2 separate regions of the Sus scrofa genome follow, and region 1 is linked to region 2. A link is a contact called in public promoter capture Hi-C data. All regions are on one chromosome and are shown on one strand. The core of a region is the stretch at or near the end of the contact, and the rest is flanking DNA. Distances in the headings are between cores, read along the strand shown. Region 1 holds the start of CHCHD4 (coiled-coil-helix-coiled-coil-helix domain containing 4). Region 2 holds the start of NR2C2 (nuclear receptor subfamily 2 group C member 2).

Evidence for each region. Promoter capture Hi-C pulls out the DNA fragments that hold promoters and counts their contacts.
Region 1: a contact with region 2 is called in a promoter capture Hi-C map of fetal skeletal muscle, with 6 times the contacts expected there. The contact joins the promoter of CHCHD4 here to the promoter of NR2C2 in region 2. A contact is called at or near these places in 1 of 5 promoter capture datasets (fetal skeletal muscle) and 1 of 2 datasets of contacts at active chromatin or transcription factors (alveolar macrophages).

What each region holds. Positions count from the first base shown.
Region 1 is chr13:70,413,361-70,421,084 of Sscrofa11.1, reverse strand. CHCHD4 (coiled-coil-helix-coiled-coil-helix domain containing 4) reads right to left here and starts at 3,759. Exons shown (of 3, transcript NM_001243499.1): 1 at 3,566-3,759. The coding sequence starts at 3,587. TMEM43 (transmembrane protein 43) reads left to right here and starts at 3,872. Exons shown (of 12, transcript XM_021069380.1): 1 at 3,872-4,108. The coding sequence starts at 4,097.
Region 2 is chr13:69,575,490-69,582,910 of Sscrofa11.1, reverse strand. NR2C2 (nuclear receptor subfamily 2 group C member 2) reads left to right here and starts at 5,273. Exons shown (of 15, transcript XM_005669805.3): 1 at 5,273-6,315. LOC106505680 (serine/arginine repetitive matrix protein 3-like) reads right to left here and starts at 7,256. Exons shown (of 4, transcript XM_021069810.1): 1 at 7,212-7,256; 2 at 6,423-7,095. The coding sequence starts at 7,256.

The DNA.
Region 1 (7,724 bases), core at 2,510-5,009, 840 kb before region 2:
TGGTTTCTGGGCAGGGACCTATCTTTGTATCCCTGACCCTGGTACCCAGACAGTGCTCATGTTTGTTAATGGACCAGTTGCAGTAAGGGCTCAAAACCATCTGTGAGAAGAACACAAACGCAGCCCTAAGCCTAAGAGTTAAGCCCAGCTTTGAGAGGCCTGGCTCAGGGTAGCACTAACAGGACTGGGGTTCAGAGCTAAGGTTAAGCACCTACCAGCTCAGCCCACCTACCTCCACGGTTGGGGCAAGAGTCAAGAGAGTTTGGTTACACAAAGGAGGTGAGGTGAGTTTCTGCTCTCACCTGCAATTCCTCTCAAAACGTAACTTTTTTTTTTTAACAGCTGCACTCACAGCATATGGAAGTTCCCGGTGTGGGGACTGAACCAGTGCCACTGCCACAGCATCCTGAGCCCCTGTAGTCGGAATCTTAACGTACTGGGCCACAGCGGGAACTCCAAAACACAGTAACTTTAAATGGCATCAAATGACATAAAATCATTCATCTGGAAGAGATGGGAGGCTGAGATGTCAATGTCAAAAGGGGGAAAACAGAGGACTGCTCTTGCCTCAAAGATGGGAGACAGCTGACCCCAAAGTGCCCCTGGAGGCGCGGTCTAGAAGAGCAGTCCCCATCCACACACCTGGGAGGACTGGGAATTGGAGGCCCCAGGTCACTCTGCAAGCAGGACTTCAGGGTGGGGCTGGTGACAGAAGGACTGACAGAGCATTCAGACACCAAGACACCCCAGTTCTGCAGTTTTACTCTGTGCCTCTGTCCCCGACTCCCATCTTCCTCTCATGCCTCCCTCATCCAATCCTGCTGGCTCTGCCTCCAAGCACATCCAGAAGGACCTGCATCCCTCACCTTCATGACCCCCTCTCCCCACTTCTCCCTCCACTCAGCATCTCCTTGCTTCTACTTGAATGTGCTGAGCACACGCCTACCTCAGGGCCTTTGCACAGGCTGTCTGCCCCCTAGGAACACACTGAGATCCCCTCTCAGCCACCTTCTCCCTGCCTTCATACCTCCTGCTCAGATGCCATCCTCCTTCATCCTTTCCCATCACCATTTACCTGCTTTTTCTCACCTTACAATTACATATTTGTTTACCACCTGTCACCCCCACTGAAATTGAAATGTCTGCTCCATTCATTGCAGCACCTCCAGAGCCTAGAACAGTGCCCAAGACATAGTGGGTAATCGGTATTTGCTGAAGACGTGAATGGAGAAATTGAACTCTGGGTTCGAACATGAAGACCTCCGCCCCAGCAGAGAAAGGTTATCACCATGAAGCAGGTTAGAGAAAAAAACCCTTGGATGGGTGGTCTCATTTTCCCCAGGACACGTGTGGGTCTTTACACATCAGAATCTCTCAGCACATCCAACCCAGGAAGGTTCCCCCCCCAGCCCCCACCACACCATGAGGGCAGATGGCCCACCTATGACCAAAGCCATGCCTCAGTGGCTGGTACTTCACAGGTGCTCAATAAAGTTTAGCTGAACAGAAGCGGGGTCAACATTAGAAGAGAAAGAACAGTGCTACCCATGGCCAGGGAGCTAGTCTGGGTCCACACTGCCCAACACCTTGAACACCCAGCTGAGGCCTTTACTCCAAAGGCTGGGATAGGGGCAGGGCACCCCTGAAGTCAATGTGATTCACTTAGAACAGAGGGAAAGCGTATGCACGGGTTCACTGGGTAAAGGTGCCAGGTGCCAGGGGTATGGCCCATCTAATGCTCTCAGAAGACAGGAAATGCTGCTAGAAGACAGGAAATAAGATGACCAAAACAAATCAGGTAATTTCATAGTTTAGGAAGTGAAAGACACAAAGGGTCAAGAAAGACCTTACTGAGAAGCTGAATCTTAAAGGATGAGGAGGCAGCCGTGGGAAGAGACCTGGAGGAAGGATGCACCCAGGCAAAGGGAACAGCTGAGGCCAGTGTGGCTGGTCAGCAGTGGGTGATTAGAGACCAGCTGGGGACGGATCAGGTGGGGGCTCCATCACACAAGCCCTCAATCAGGCGTTTGGGATCACTTCTCTAAGTCCCATGGGAAACAGAAAGAATTGCTAGGTAGAAAAGAAGTTTTTTAGGATTTAGGGGACCATGGCATGGATAATATTAAAAACTAGGGAAGGCCTAAAAATGAATGCTTTCAGTTCTCACCCCCAATACTAAGAGAGATCTTTGACCCAGGAAAAGATATGACCTACCATTTGGTGGTAGATAAACACCTGCCTTGGACTTCCAGAAATCCTCAGGGACAAGGAGGGTCTGTTTATCTGCATGGCCTCATTAAGCCCACAAGGCTCAAAAAAAAAAATTGCTAAATGATGAAGTAAAGTAGACTCAGAAGGCAATAAAAAACAAGAGACCTACTCTCTAACAAAGCGGTGAGGGCAGAGGACTTTTGCTCAAGGCAGAGTTAAATATCAATCAATTAAAATAGCACTCATTAGAGACATCGTGAGTATTATGACTTTATGACCCAGGGAAGGAGGGTTCTGGAAGCAGAATGGGGTACTGGGGGAAAGGCCTAGCATTTTAGATTGAGCTGTTTTCCTACCTAAGCATGACCTTGGGTAGATCACCTCCATCTCTGGGCTTAAGGGTCCCTCAATGACCTGAGGGAGCTAGACTATTCATTAAAGAATTTCAGGGAGAGTTCCAGCTCTCTCTGGAGCTTTAAAGTCTCAGGTGTTCACCATCACCCTCACCTGGCACTAAAAAGGTGCTTCATGAATATGTGGAGAAGGAAGGAAGGCCTACTTCTCATTTTACAAGACTGAACACTGGGCCTTGGAGGGGCTGGGTGACAGCTCAGGGACAAAGAGCCAGTTAGCGGTTGTGCGCGGAGGCCCTCGAACCCCTGGCCTGGAGACTTCTGGGGTTCCAGGAGAGGTAACAAGGAGAGAGACCATAGACAGAAACCTATTTAGTTTTGTTTTTTTGGGGGGTTGTCTTCCCAACGGAAGGCTCCCTGGAATCCACTGGTCACCAGGCTGGGCAGCTCTGGAATCAGACCGCGGGGGTCCAACCCCAGCTTCCGGACTTGCCGGCATCATGGCATTAGCCTAGTCACCTCTGGGTCGCTGTTTACTCTCGGGAAATGAACAGGGCCTGGCTTAGGGCGCACCAGCGCCTGACCGGTCCCCTCGGGCGGTACTCCACGCCGCAGCACAGAGCACGCCGAGGGCGACTTTCCAGGACTGTTGACGGGCGGCGCAAACCGGAACACGTGGTGTGGGTAAGCGCCATAGTAACAATTAATACCTATAAACTCTCCGTTAGGAGCCAGCGGCAGCGCGCTCGCACTCCTCCGACCCCCAGGCCTAATTTAAGAGCTCTCTCACGTGGTGGTCCCTCAGACGTCCGGGTTCGAGCCTCACGGTGACCTTGGACCGCCTCGCTTCTCCCCGCTGCCCATCTGTAAAGCGGGGATGGAGACCCGACGCAAGGGTCCGAGGACTATCTTCCGCACCAGTGGTGGGGCGCGGGGGCCGCACAATCCGCCTGTTCCCTGCAGGCCCTCGTAGGCCGTCTCTAGGTACCCCGCCCTCCTACCTTCCTGCCGGCAGTAGGCCATAGTGCAGCCCGGCGCTCCAACCTCGCGGTGATCGCGGTGGCTGCCTCACGCCGTGACCTCTCCCCGGCGAGGCGGGCGGCTGGGAGGCCCGTGCGGACCCGCCCCCTCCAGGCCTGCCCTCCGCGCGCCTGCCTCGGAGCTCCTAGCCCGGCCTTCTCAACCGGGAACTACATTTCCCAGCAGGCCGCGCGCCGCCGAGCAACTCCCTAGACAGAAGGAACTGCAATTCCCAGAATGACCTGCAATGCGCAGGTGCACCAGTGAGGTACCGGGTAGGTTGCAACTTCCGGAGAGGGCACCAGACTACGTTTCCCAGGAGGAGGCGCGGCGGGCGAGAGCAGAAAAACCGCGGCTTGCGGGGCGTTGCTCTGTAGCGCATCCTAGGGCTCCGGGCTTCCCGCGCCTTTTGGCCGCCATCTGGCTGTCGAGAGGTGGCGGGATTCCGTGGTGCAGCCGTAAGTCCGTTTTCTTGCTGAGCCGAGTGAGGCGGGCGGTGACCGGATCCTGCCATGGCTGCGAACGTGAGTGTCCCCGGCTTCGCCGGCCACACCCAGGCTGCCTCGTCCACTCTCCCGGCCGCCCGCCGTAGCCCCTTGTGCGGCTAACCGCCTCCGTGCAGCCGGCCCTTCCTCCCTCTCGCTCCCGGGTCCGCTCCTTCCGGCAGGGCAGCCAGGTCGTCCGTACGTGCGGTCAGCACCCGGTGGTCCACGTCCTCCTCGGGGGCGCGTGGTGGTAGAGACGCAACCTCTGGAGGTGTGGCTCTGTCTCCGGGTCCGCTTATGTGCGGCGCCTCCGCGCAGCTCCTTCTTTCCTTCTCGGTTCCCGCCTGCGCCTTTGGGATTCTCACATTTGCGGACTTGAGAGTTGGACGGGACTTCAGACAGGAGTCCCCCATGGGGTGTGTGGGGAGGCAGATATCGCCCTGGTGAAGCTGTCCAGAAACGCACTGTCCTAGCAGGCACTGAGGTCCCCGCTCCAGGGAGTATGTAAACCAAGGCTCTGATGTTGTGCAGAGGGGCAGACTAGTTTGGAGCAGAGGAGTTAGCATGACTGGGAGAGGGAGCATTTCCCTACTGCTGGCCCCTCGTCTTCCTGGCTTTGGCTTGGTTGGAAAGGCCCTGGCTGAGGGCGGTGCCCTTGGAAAGGCAGCTGCTTTTCTCCCTGCTTTTCTGAGGAACCTTTCTATTTAAGCCCCACATTCATTCAACAAACCGAGGGGCACCTGCCAACAGGGTGCTGGGTGTGGGAGAAGCTGGTGACTCATGTTCCTGTCTTCTGCAAAAGTGCCTCTGGTGCCAGCTCGGAGCCCAGCCAGCTGAGGCACTCCCTCCCTCCTGCTTTGGTGGCATGTCCTAACCACTCTCTCTCTTGGCCTTTCACACCCTCTTAACAGGCCCTTCCTCTGTCCCCAAGGTCCTCTCTGCCTTCCACACCCCCTGAGAAGCCAGGGTTTGCCTCACCCACAGCCCCAGCACACTTTGCCTGAGTTTGCATTGTCTGGGAGGCCAAGAAGCCTTTGAAAAAGCACCTAGAAAAGCCTCAGAGGTGGTCCGGGAGACCCAGGGTCTTCCCTCGGCAGAGCGCAGTCAGGAGACCGCCAGCCCCCCCTCCATAATGACCACTTTACAGATAGGGAACTTTCCCAGCAGAGAAAGGCCCTGCCCAGGGTTGCAGAGCCAGCCTGGCAGGCTACATCTTGGGTGAGCGTAGCAGGCTTTGGAGTCGGGCTGACAAGTGGTCTTAATCTCTTGAGGTTTATGTTTCCTCATAGGATCAGTTAACCTGAAATTTAAAGGAAAACCATGCTTAACACACTTAATGCACTATAGGTTCGTACTTAATACATTAAAAAAAAAAAAAAAAAGTAGAGTTTATCCGCACAGTCCTAGTGGACAGAGACCATCTTGGGTATGTTGGTATCCTGACCTTTGTCAAGGAATGTAAATGAATGTGGGTATCCTCTGCTGCCAAGTCTTTGTTGATTCACCCAGCAATGCGGTCCACATTTGGGGGCATCAAGCCATGTGAGGAAGAAGGAAGATGGTGGGGTGGAGCAGGGAGGCAGCAGAATTCTTCTTCACTGAAACAGCCGTCCGTTGATACGGTTACCATCTCCATTCCAAATGAGCAAACCAGAGCAGAGAGGTGGAGCAGCTTACCCAGGGGTACACAGCGGGTGATTTTCAGGGCCCAGATGCAGAGCTCTTCCCACAGCTCACTGCTCATTGCTTCTGATCCTGGAGTAGTGAGTGGGGAGCAGGCAGGGAGGAAATCTCCATGACCATCCACATTTGCTGGGAATTTGGTTCAGAGTGTGAGCTGGGCATGCCATGCTGCTCCCAGCCTGAGGGGCACTTTCTTCCTTTCCTTTACAGCCATCTTCGAGCCCCTTATCTTGAAGTCAGCTCCTAGGTATGTGCTGAGGGGAGGCCCAGGAAGAAGCTAGGTCTTCCCACCCCCAAGGTGGGGTTGCACAGGTGGTAATGGGGCTGATTTCTTTTGCTATCCTGTGCTGCCTGCAGCCGGCTCCTAGTGTTCAACTCCTGTTATGACCCGAGAAGTTAGGAATGCAGTCCAGAGCAGGGTAACAGGAAAGTGGCCTCCAGCCTGCCCAGGTGTGAATCCTAAGTCCACTTCTTAGAGGCTGTGTGATCTCGCCTGGTGATGTAACTGCTGAGCCTCAGTTTGTTTTCTCATCTGTGCAATGGGGTCGTGATAGCACCCTCTCCTTGGGCTTGTCCATGTGATAGACTGGAGTGTTTGCCATTGTCATCGTTATGATGGTTGATGGTCCCCTCCTGCCTGCAGCAAATTGCTCCACTAATGTTTCCAAATGGCCTGGAAGGTCAAGACCATTTCTGAACACAGGACAAGTGGTGCCTAGCAGGCCTGGGCTGGTGGCATTCAGAGACAGTCAAAGAACACGGCATCAGCTTTGTTCAAATGGAGACTAACTTGAATCTCATCCTGCCCCACCCCCAGTGCCAGGATGGGCTAGCTCGTTCTCATTGCTCATCTGGGAACCACTTACATCTTTGTCGTTTTTGTCAGCTCAGCCCAGCCTTGGTACCAGTGATGGAGAAAGCTGATGACATTCCACCAGCCCGTGCCGCACGTGACTCACTGTGCCCTAAGCACTGAGCACCCTCTGGTTCTCACCATGACCCTATATGCTGGATTATTCTCCCCTCTTTACCGATTAGGAAGTGGGGGTACAGAGGGATTAAATTGCTTGCCCAGAGTCTCATAGCTGGTGTGTAGCAGAGCCTTTATCCAAACCCGGCCTTCTGGCTCCAGAGTCCTGCCTTTGACACTGACACTCTTGATCAGCGGTGGACAGGCTCTAAACCATGCTTCTTTTACCAACTGGACAAAGCTCCACCCACTGACTCTATGGTTTACCTATGACCCCCAACCCCATACATACCCTCCTCCCCACACCCGCTACCACCCAGCCAGAGCAGATGGGCAGCTTACCCCCAAATATGCTCAGAGATTCTGCTCAAATGCCCCCACCTCCAGGAAGCCTGCCTTGACCCTTTAGCTGGAAGGGATCGTTCCTTTTGCACAGGATCTGCCCCTCTCACTAAAAACTCAGCAAGGCCTAGCACTGTTTCTGGCTGCTTGATGGCCCAAAAGCCACTCACTCCTCTTTCCCTTACAACTTGGTGCTGCCCTCAGGAAGCTCAGCCTCTCTTTGTTGAATTGAATTTAAAATGTATCTCTGATCATCTGTTTGTAAAACAGTTTGCCAGTTTCTTCAAAGACATACATCTTCCCTATGTGTGAGTGTGTAAAAACCCAGTACCAGTCCTGAGTTTATACCTACCCAATGCCCAGTGGAAATGAAAGCGCATGTCTCTGTGAAGACTTTGTCAATGAAAATTCAATTAACAATCAAAAAGAAAAAGAATTTTACTTGAGTCAAACTGAGTATAATCCAGGATACAGACTCTTAGAAGCTCTGAGAACTGTTCTGCCTGTTTGAAGTTGAAAGCGCAAGTCGTGTACATTTTTGAGACAAAGGCCTATACATCAAAATGACTTATATTAAGTAATACATATTTTATATCTATTTAATACTATATATAATATAAAATACTGATATTTTACCTGCACTTCAGCAAAGACACATAG
Region 2 (7,421 bases), core at 4,024-6,523:
ACTCATTGATACGTGTATTTTAAAGTTATATCTCAAGTATCATACAACATTAAAAACTTAATTTTTGAAAAAGAGGACACAATTACAATGCACTCCATGTTTATTTATAAGGATTTACCATCAAAATACTGTGTTCCCTTAGGCACATCACTTGACTTTTTTGGTTCTTACCTGTCTCTTCTGGCAGAAAAAACTTTGACTGTATTATCTCTGGAGATGCCTTCCAGCTTCAGGATCTGTGGTTTACCATGACATTATAAATTTAACTCTTTTTCCCACTTCCTTGCAAGGAAGTAAAATGGATTTATTTAAAGTATTTCCATCAAATAGAAATAATAAGGAAAAAAAGAAGTGGAACTCCCATGGTGGCTCAGCAAGTTAAGTAGCCTGACATGCAGTCTGTGAGGATGTGGCTTCGATCCCTGGCTTCACTCAGTGGGTTAAGGGTCTGGTGTTGCCTTGAACTGTGGAGTAGTTCGAAGATGCAGCTAGGACCCTGCATTGCTATGCCCATGGTGTAGACCGGCAGCTGCAGCTCTGATTTGACCCCTATCCCAGGAGCTTCCATATGCTGCAGGTGCAACCCTAAAAAAGACAAATATTGCCATAGGAAGAACAAATCGGACTCCATATTATATCTGTTCTTTCTTACTTTTGGGGGGGGCCTCACCTGCAGCATATAAATTCTGGGTCAAGGATCAAATCCAAGTCGCAGCTGTGACCCTATGCCACAGCTGCGGCACTGGTGGATCCTTAACCCTCTTTTCTGGGCCAGGGATTGAGCCCACACCTCAGCAGCTACCCAAGACCCAGCAGAGACAACACTGGGTCCTTAACCCAGTACAATGCAGCAGGAACTTCAGTTTCTTTTTGTTTTAATCTTTGTGCTTTTTTTTTTTTTTTTTTTTTGGCCATGCCCTTGACCCATGGAAGTTCCTAGGCCAGCAACTGAAACTGCGCCACAGCAGTGCCTCAAACCACTGCAGTGTCTATGCTGGATCCTTAACCCTCTGCTCCACAGGAGAACTCCTAACCTTTGTTCTTTGCTATGTGAGCATGGTCATGCTGACTGTGCACCTTTTGTAAAAGAATGTTGCCTATAGCCCAAAACCTACAGGATAGCCTAGTTCCAAGTTGCTGACCTTTAAGAGTCCATTCATATAGAGATAAAAAGATGCAGAACAGAGAATAACATTTGTTTTGTTGAAGGCTTACAGGAACATCATGACCTGACCTATGTGAGAGCTGCTTGACCAAAGAAGTCAACCAGCATCAAGAAGTTTGCCACCAACCAACCATACCCCTCCCTGACTTTGACTTTAAAATGTCTTGGCTAAAAGCCTTTGGGGAGTTTGGGGTTTTTTCTTGGGCATGAGCCACCCATCTCCTTGCATGGCACTGCAATAAACTTTTCTCTGCTCCAAACTCTGATGTTCCAGTTTTATTTGGTCTCACTGTGGGTCAGATACATGGACTTGCTTCTGGTAACAATTCTGGTGAGCCGGCCAGGAGTCTGTGGCTATATCAGGTTGACTTCAGCCAGAAGCAACTCCTTCCCTGAGTCCCAGGAGCTGCCAGAGTTCACTTCGCTCCAGGGATCTCAAACGGACTGTCCCGGACTGGCACCAGCTGCCCCAACGCATGAGGCTATTTGGAGCTAAGAAACATCCTGAGTTGAGGTCCCCATTTGGTAAGTTGCTCTAACTGGCACAGGCTAGGAATTTTCTTCACTTCATTTGGGCTGCTGCCCTTGTGGGAAGTGAGCCATTCCAGGTCTGTTCTCTTTTGAGAGCTGGGCCAGTCTCTTTGGAGGCCTCTGGGAATAGAAGTAGAATTTTAGACTGTATCTCTTCTGATTGTCTGTGCAATTGTAGCTTGTGTTTTTGTGTTTATCGTTTTGGGGTAAGCCAGCTTGTGACTTTGTTTGTGGGATGTTTGTTGTTTGTGTGTGTGTCAGTACTTAACAATGGCTAGTAGAGACATCTTTGGTGAGTAACTGGGCTTGTTGTGACGACACCAGGGTATCCTTCACTATTGCTTTGGGCTTCACCTATGGAAGTGTTGGTTGTGATTTTCCCTTTTGAACTAGCTTTGGTCATTCAATCAGCTTCATCTCTAATGGGGCATTGTGTGGGGTTCTCCCCTTTTGGACTGACAGGGTATTGGTTGGGAATCTCCCTTCTTGGTGCTAGGGAACTATGACTCTGAGAGACCGTGTTGCATTGCATTTATTTGCTTGATATTTGATAACACCGGCCTTAGTTAATTAAGTATGGATAATCAGAGCTGTTTCATTTTACAGTTCCCCTAAGGTGTATTTTTAGCAAAACTAGATTTTTAGCTAGTGCATCCATAAATTAAAGAACACATTTTTATTGTAACACTGTGTGACCTCAGTACTTCCTAAAATCTAAAAAACAATGGCCCCTAATGCTTCTGTTATTACATCAAAGTGGGCCTTTCACATTTGCTTTAGTTTTTATTTTGGGGGCTGTTCATGGTACCTAAGTCCAAATCCTGTTCTTTCTTCCTGGTTTTGCTGAAAGTGAGACATGTGAATGTGAGCAAATAATATATATATGTTTATATATATGTATTATTCAAAATCTGGAACTCCTAGATTTTGTTATTAAAAGTAGGCTGGTGCAGGAGTTCCTGTTGTGGCTCAGCAGTGATGAACCCGACTAGTATCCATGAAGATGAGGGTTCAATCCCTGGCCTCACTCAGTGGGTTAAGGATCTGGCATTGCCATAAGCTGTGGTGTAGGTTGCAGATGCAACTTGGGTCCCGTGTTGCTGTGGCTGTGGAATAGGTTGGCAGCTACAGCTCTGATTTGACCCCTAGTCTGGGAACTTCCATGTGCCTTGGGTGCAGTCTTAAAAGACCAAAAAAAAAAAGGATGGCTTATAAAGTGTTTCGCATTAACATAGCTCTGAGCTGGTTCACAACATCTGATCAATTTTCCTCCAATGTGACTATCTACTAACTAGGCAAATAAAAAGGATGCCTAGCACTGAGGGACATGTCTAGACCGGGGCAAGCATAAGTCACCCCACCATCAAGGGACATGTTTTGGTTAGTTGAAGGGTTTAGTCAAAAGGGGAATGAAGAGAGTTCCCGTCGTGGCTCAGTGGTTAACAAATCTGACTAGGAACCATGAGGTTGTGGGTTCAATCCCTGGCCTTGCTCAGTGGGTTAAGGATCTGGCATTGCCATGACCTGTGGTGTAGGCTGCAGACATGGCTCAGATCCCACGTTGCTGTGGTTCTAGTGTAGTCCGGTGGCTACAGCTCCGATTTGACCCCTGGTCTGGGGACCTCCATATGCGGCCGGAGCAGCCCAAGAAATGGCAAAAAGACAAAAAAAAAAAAAAAAAAAAAAGGAACGATGGAAAAATATGCACATATTTGGAGGTATGGGGAAGTCATTCTGGCTTATATATGACTTAACTTGAACTTTACTGACTAGAGCAGCCTGTTTTATAGCCTTCTGGATGTGCACTGTACATATGCCTTGGCCACTGAGGAGGGGAATACATTTGAAAGTCAAAAGCTATAGTTGAGATATCTAAGGTAAAAATAGGTGGCCATTGTGGATGTGATTTCATACATATTCCTGTATTGCTAAGGACTTGACTTTTCTGAGCTGTGTCATACTCAGGATGTCACCAGCCTCTCTCAAAGCACTGTATGCTGACAGGTGGCAGCTGCAATCTTATAACCTCCAGGTCTCCTCTTGTAACTATTAAATTTTTAGGAAATAAAGCTGTTTTAGACCAGATGTTAGCAGAAAAAGGAGACAAGTGTAGTGGCTAATACTCTTGTTCTACCTACTACATCAGAAGTTAAAACCTACTTAGATAAAAAGAAACAACTGGCTACCTTGCTACAAGTCTCCCCCAAAATGCCACTTTCAGATTGGTTTTCAGGCTTATTCTCCTCAATTCCTCAGGAAATGATCTTTATTATACAAGACTCTGATCCAGGACTTGGAACTTGGGAATATTTCCAACTTGGTGTCAATTCCCCAAATCAAGGAAGGATTACACACATTTCAGCAGGAAGTAGCCAGAGCAGTCACTGCTTCATTACCTTGAAGATTTAGGAAAGGATGAAAATGGGGTTGGAGTTTGCAAACAAGTCCCCCTAAACCCAAGCTCCTTTGTCGAGTTTATGATTAAACTATCGAAAATATTATTCTTTTCTTTTTACGGCCTCACCTGCGGAATATGCAAGTTCCTAGCTAGAGGGTCAAATTGGAGCTGCAGCTGTAGGCCTATGCCACAGCCATAGCAACACCAGATCTGAGCTGCGTCTGTGACCTATGCTGAAGCTTGTGGCAACACTGGATCCTTAATTCACTGAGGCCAGGGATCGAACTTGCATCCTCAGGGACACTGTGTTGGGTTCTTAACCCAATGAGCCACAAGGGGAACTTTTTATTCCCTTTCTTGCCCAACACATGCTCTCCCCAAGATTGAGGGGTATCAAAGAAAAGTGGGTAATAGTAAGACAACAAAATTCTGACTCCATATTAGATCTGTTCCTTTATTACATCATCCATGGTTTCCTTCTTGAAGAGGGACGCCATGGTCAGAGATGGTGCCTGGGCTACCCTGCTTGGCCCAGTCTGGGCCTGCAACTGGAAGAGTACAGAAGGGAAAGGATAGGTTTGAAGGGTTCAGGATGGTGGAGTGGATGGGCAAAAGAAGAGGGTGGGGATCCACAAAGCCTGCCACAATGAGCTGCCCAGAGCTCAGGTGGCTTCAAACTAAGACACTTTTTGGAGAGCTGTTAGCACAAAGGAGCTGACACCAAGAAGTTTCCAATGACTAACCATGCCCCTCCCTCAACTTTCCTTTATAAAGGCTTTGCCAAAAAAAAGTTCAGGTTTTTGTTGTGTTTTGTTTTCTTATTAGGGCCTGAGGCACAAGAAAGTTCCAGGCTAGGGGTCAAATCGGAGTTGCAGCTGCCAGCCTACACCACAGCCACAGCAATGCTGAATCCTTAACCCATTAAGCGAGGCCAGGGATGAAACCCACATCCTCATGGATACTAGCTGGATTCTTAACCCAGTGGGCCACAACAGGAACTCCCAGAGTTCAGGGGTTTTTCTTGGGCCTGAGCCAACCTGTCTCCTTGCACGCCCTGCAATAAATCTTTCTCTGCTCCAAACTCTGACATTTTGGTATTGTTTGGCTTTAGTATGCACACAGATTTACATCCAGTATTGAGTATCTAATGAAAACCAGTAACTCAAGATGTATAGGATTAAGAGAAGCAATTATATTTATATTTAAGCAATTCCACAGAGTTTCTTGATACACTTAAGCATCATCGTTTACTAGTTCACATCTCCAAAAGGAGACACATGGAAGAAAGATTTGGATCATATGTTCAAGATTTGGGAGGCTTTTAACACTATCTGATACTCCCAGAAGCTGGTGTATCCTCGGACCTTTCAAACCCCAATTAAATACTCTCTGTACCGAGTAGGGCACAAAGAATTCAATATCCACCCAAGAAACCATACACTTCCGATCTACAGGCGCTCCGCTGTGTCACCGCTTCCTCAGTCCACAAACAGAGGCCTCGGCAGGGCGGACGCCGGGTGGAAGACCTTACGGTGAGAACACAGCCCCCACCTGGCCTCCAGCCGCCAGAGGAACCCGGGAGGGGCGGACTGGCCCCCGAATAACGGAGCCCTGCGGTCCCGGCTTTTTAAAACGACCAACCACCCCTTTACCCCAACGACCGCGGCCTCCACCCTCCATTCTGGCCCTGCGGCGGTGCAGGCGGCGGTACGGGCCGAGGCTCCGGCGAACAGCGCGGAGCCTGCGTCTTCCTCCGCCACCGCCGCCCGGCCGGACAGCCGTGGGGCCGGATGGAGCAGCGCGGCCGCCGCGTTCCGGTGCGCGCGCGCGCCTCAGCCAATCGCGTGCTCGCCCGCCCCCCGCGGCCGCGGCGAGGCCGGCGCTGGGAAGAGGAAGAAGAACATTCGCCCTCCTCCTACCAGCGCGCGGGCGGCGGCGGCGGCGGCACCGGGGTCACGAACTCTGACCTTTCGCTGACAAAAACAATAACAAACCCCCCCTTCCCCGCGACCCCGGCGGCGCCCCCGGGCCCGCCCCCGCCGCCCCGCTCCCACCTCGGCGTCTCGTCTCTCGCCCGCTGCCCCGCGAGCCCGCGGCCCCGGGCTCCCGCCATCCGCCGACGCCGGGAAGCCGGCCTCCCCGCGTCCTGCCCTCCGCGCCGGGGGCCGCCCGCCGCAGACACGGGACCTGCTCCGAGGCCGCTTTGGCGCCAAATCCTGAGGTAAAATTGAAAAAGGGCCGGGGCGGGCTCGGGCCGGCGGCGGAGGGGGCGGGCCTGGCGCGCGGACATGGAGGCGCCGCGGCGGCGCCTGAACCCGACCCTTTTACCTTTGCCACGGGGCGGTGGCGCCGGCCGCTTTGCATAGTGGGCCGGGCCGCTCCCCTCCCCTCCCCGCCCGCGGCCGGGCGAAGCGAGCGGGCTCCCCCTGACCGGTCGGGCCGGCGCGAGGGTGGGGGCGGAGGGGGCCGGCCGCGGCCCCGCCTCACAGTTGGCCCTCCGCCAGCGCCGCCATTTTGTTCTTGGCGGAGATGGCTCCGGCTGGGCCGCTCCCCTCCTCCTCCTTCGCATCCTCCTCCTCCCTGCAGTCCCTCCTTCCCTCGCTCCCCGGCTCCTCTCCCCTCCGCTTCCCGCCCGTCGTTGGCAGCCGCAGCGGCCCAACCGCCGTTTTGTTTTGTTTTGTTCTTGAAGGGGAGGGTGGAGGGAAGAGAGGAAGGCGGGAGTGGGGCGCGACCTTCTGAACGACGGCTGGGTGGGCCAACTGACGCCAAGACAGGCGGGCTGGTGCTTGCGGCTCCGCCCCCTGAGGCTCTGCTGATTGGCTCTGTTGGGAGGGGGTGGTCCCCGCGCGGCGCGGGAGCCCTGGCTGGGCTGGAGCAGGGGCCGGGGCGAGGTGTGGGGCCAGGGCGCCGGGGGCGGGGCGCTCAGAGACGCGGCCTGGGTGAGCGCGAGGCGCGCGTGGGTGCGGTGAGGGGTCGGGCAGCGTCTTCGACCGGGACACGTCTAGAATGAGTGCTGTAGAACGATGGTAAAGAGGTGATGAGGCATCCTGAACCGAGGGCGCTCGCTCGTGGGAAGGGCTTTTTGGAATCTGGACACCTTGGGGCTCCTGACCATACTTTCGGCGCGGCGGCGGGCGAATCCCTCTCGTGAGGCTGTTTCATCGGCTGTCAAGTGGGAGGATGGGCGTTCTTGCCAGGCTGGACCTCCCTTCCCAGGATCGTTTGAGGGACCCAACTCAGAAAATGGAGTCCAGGCTATTTTGTGAACCTCAAAGTAATGTAAAAATGGTGTTACTGAAAATGGAGTGAAGAGCCACCTGGCGCGGA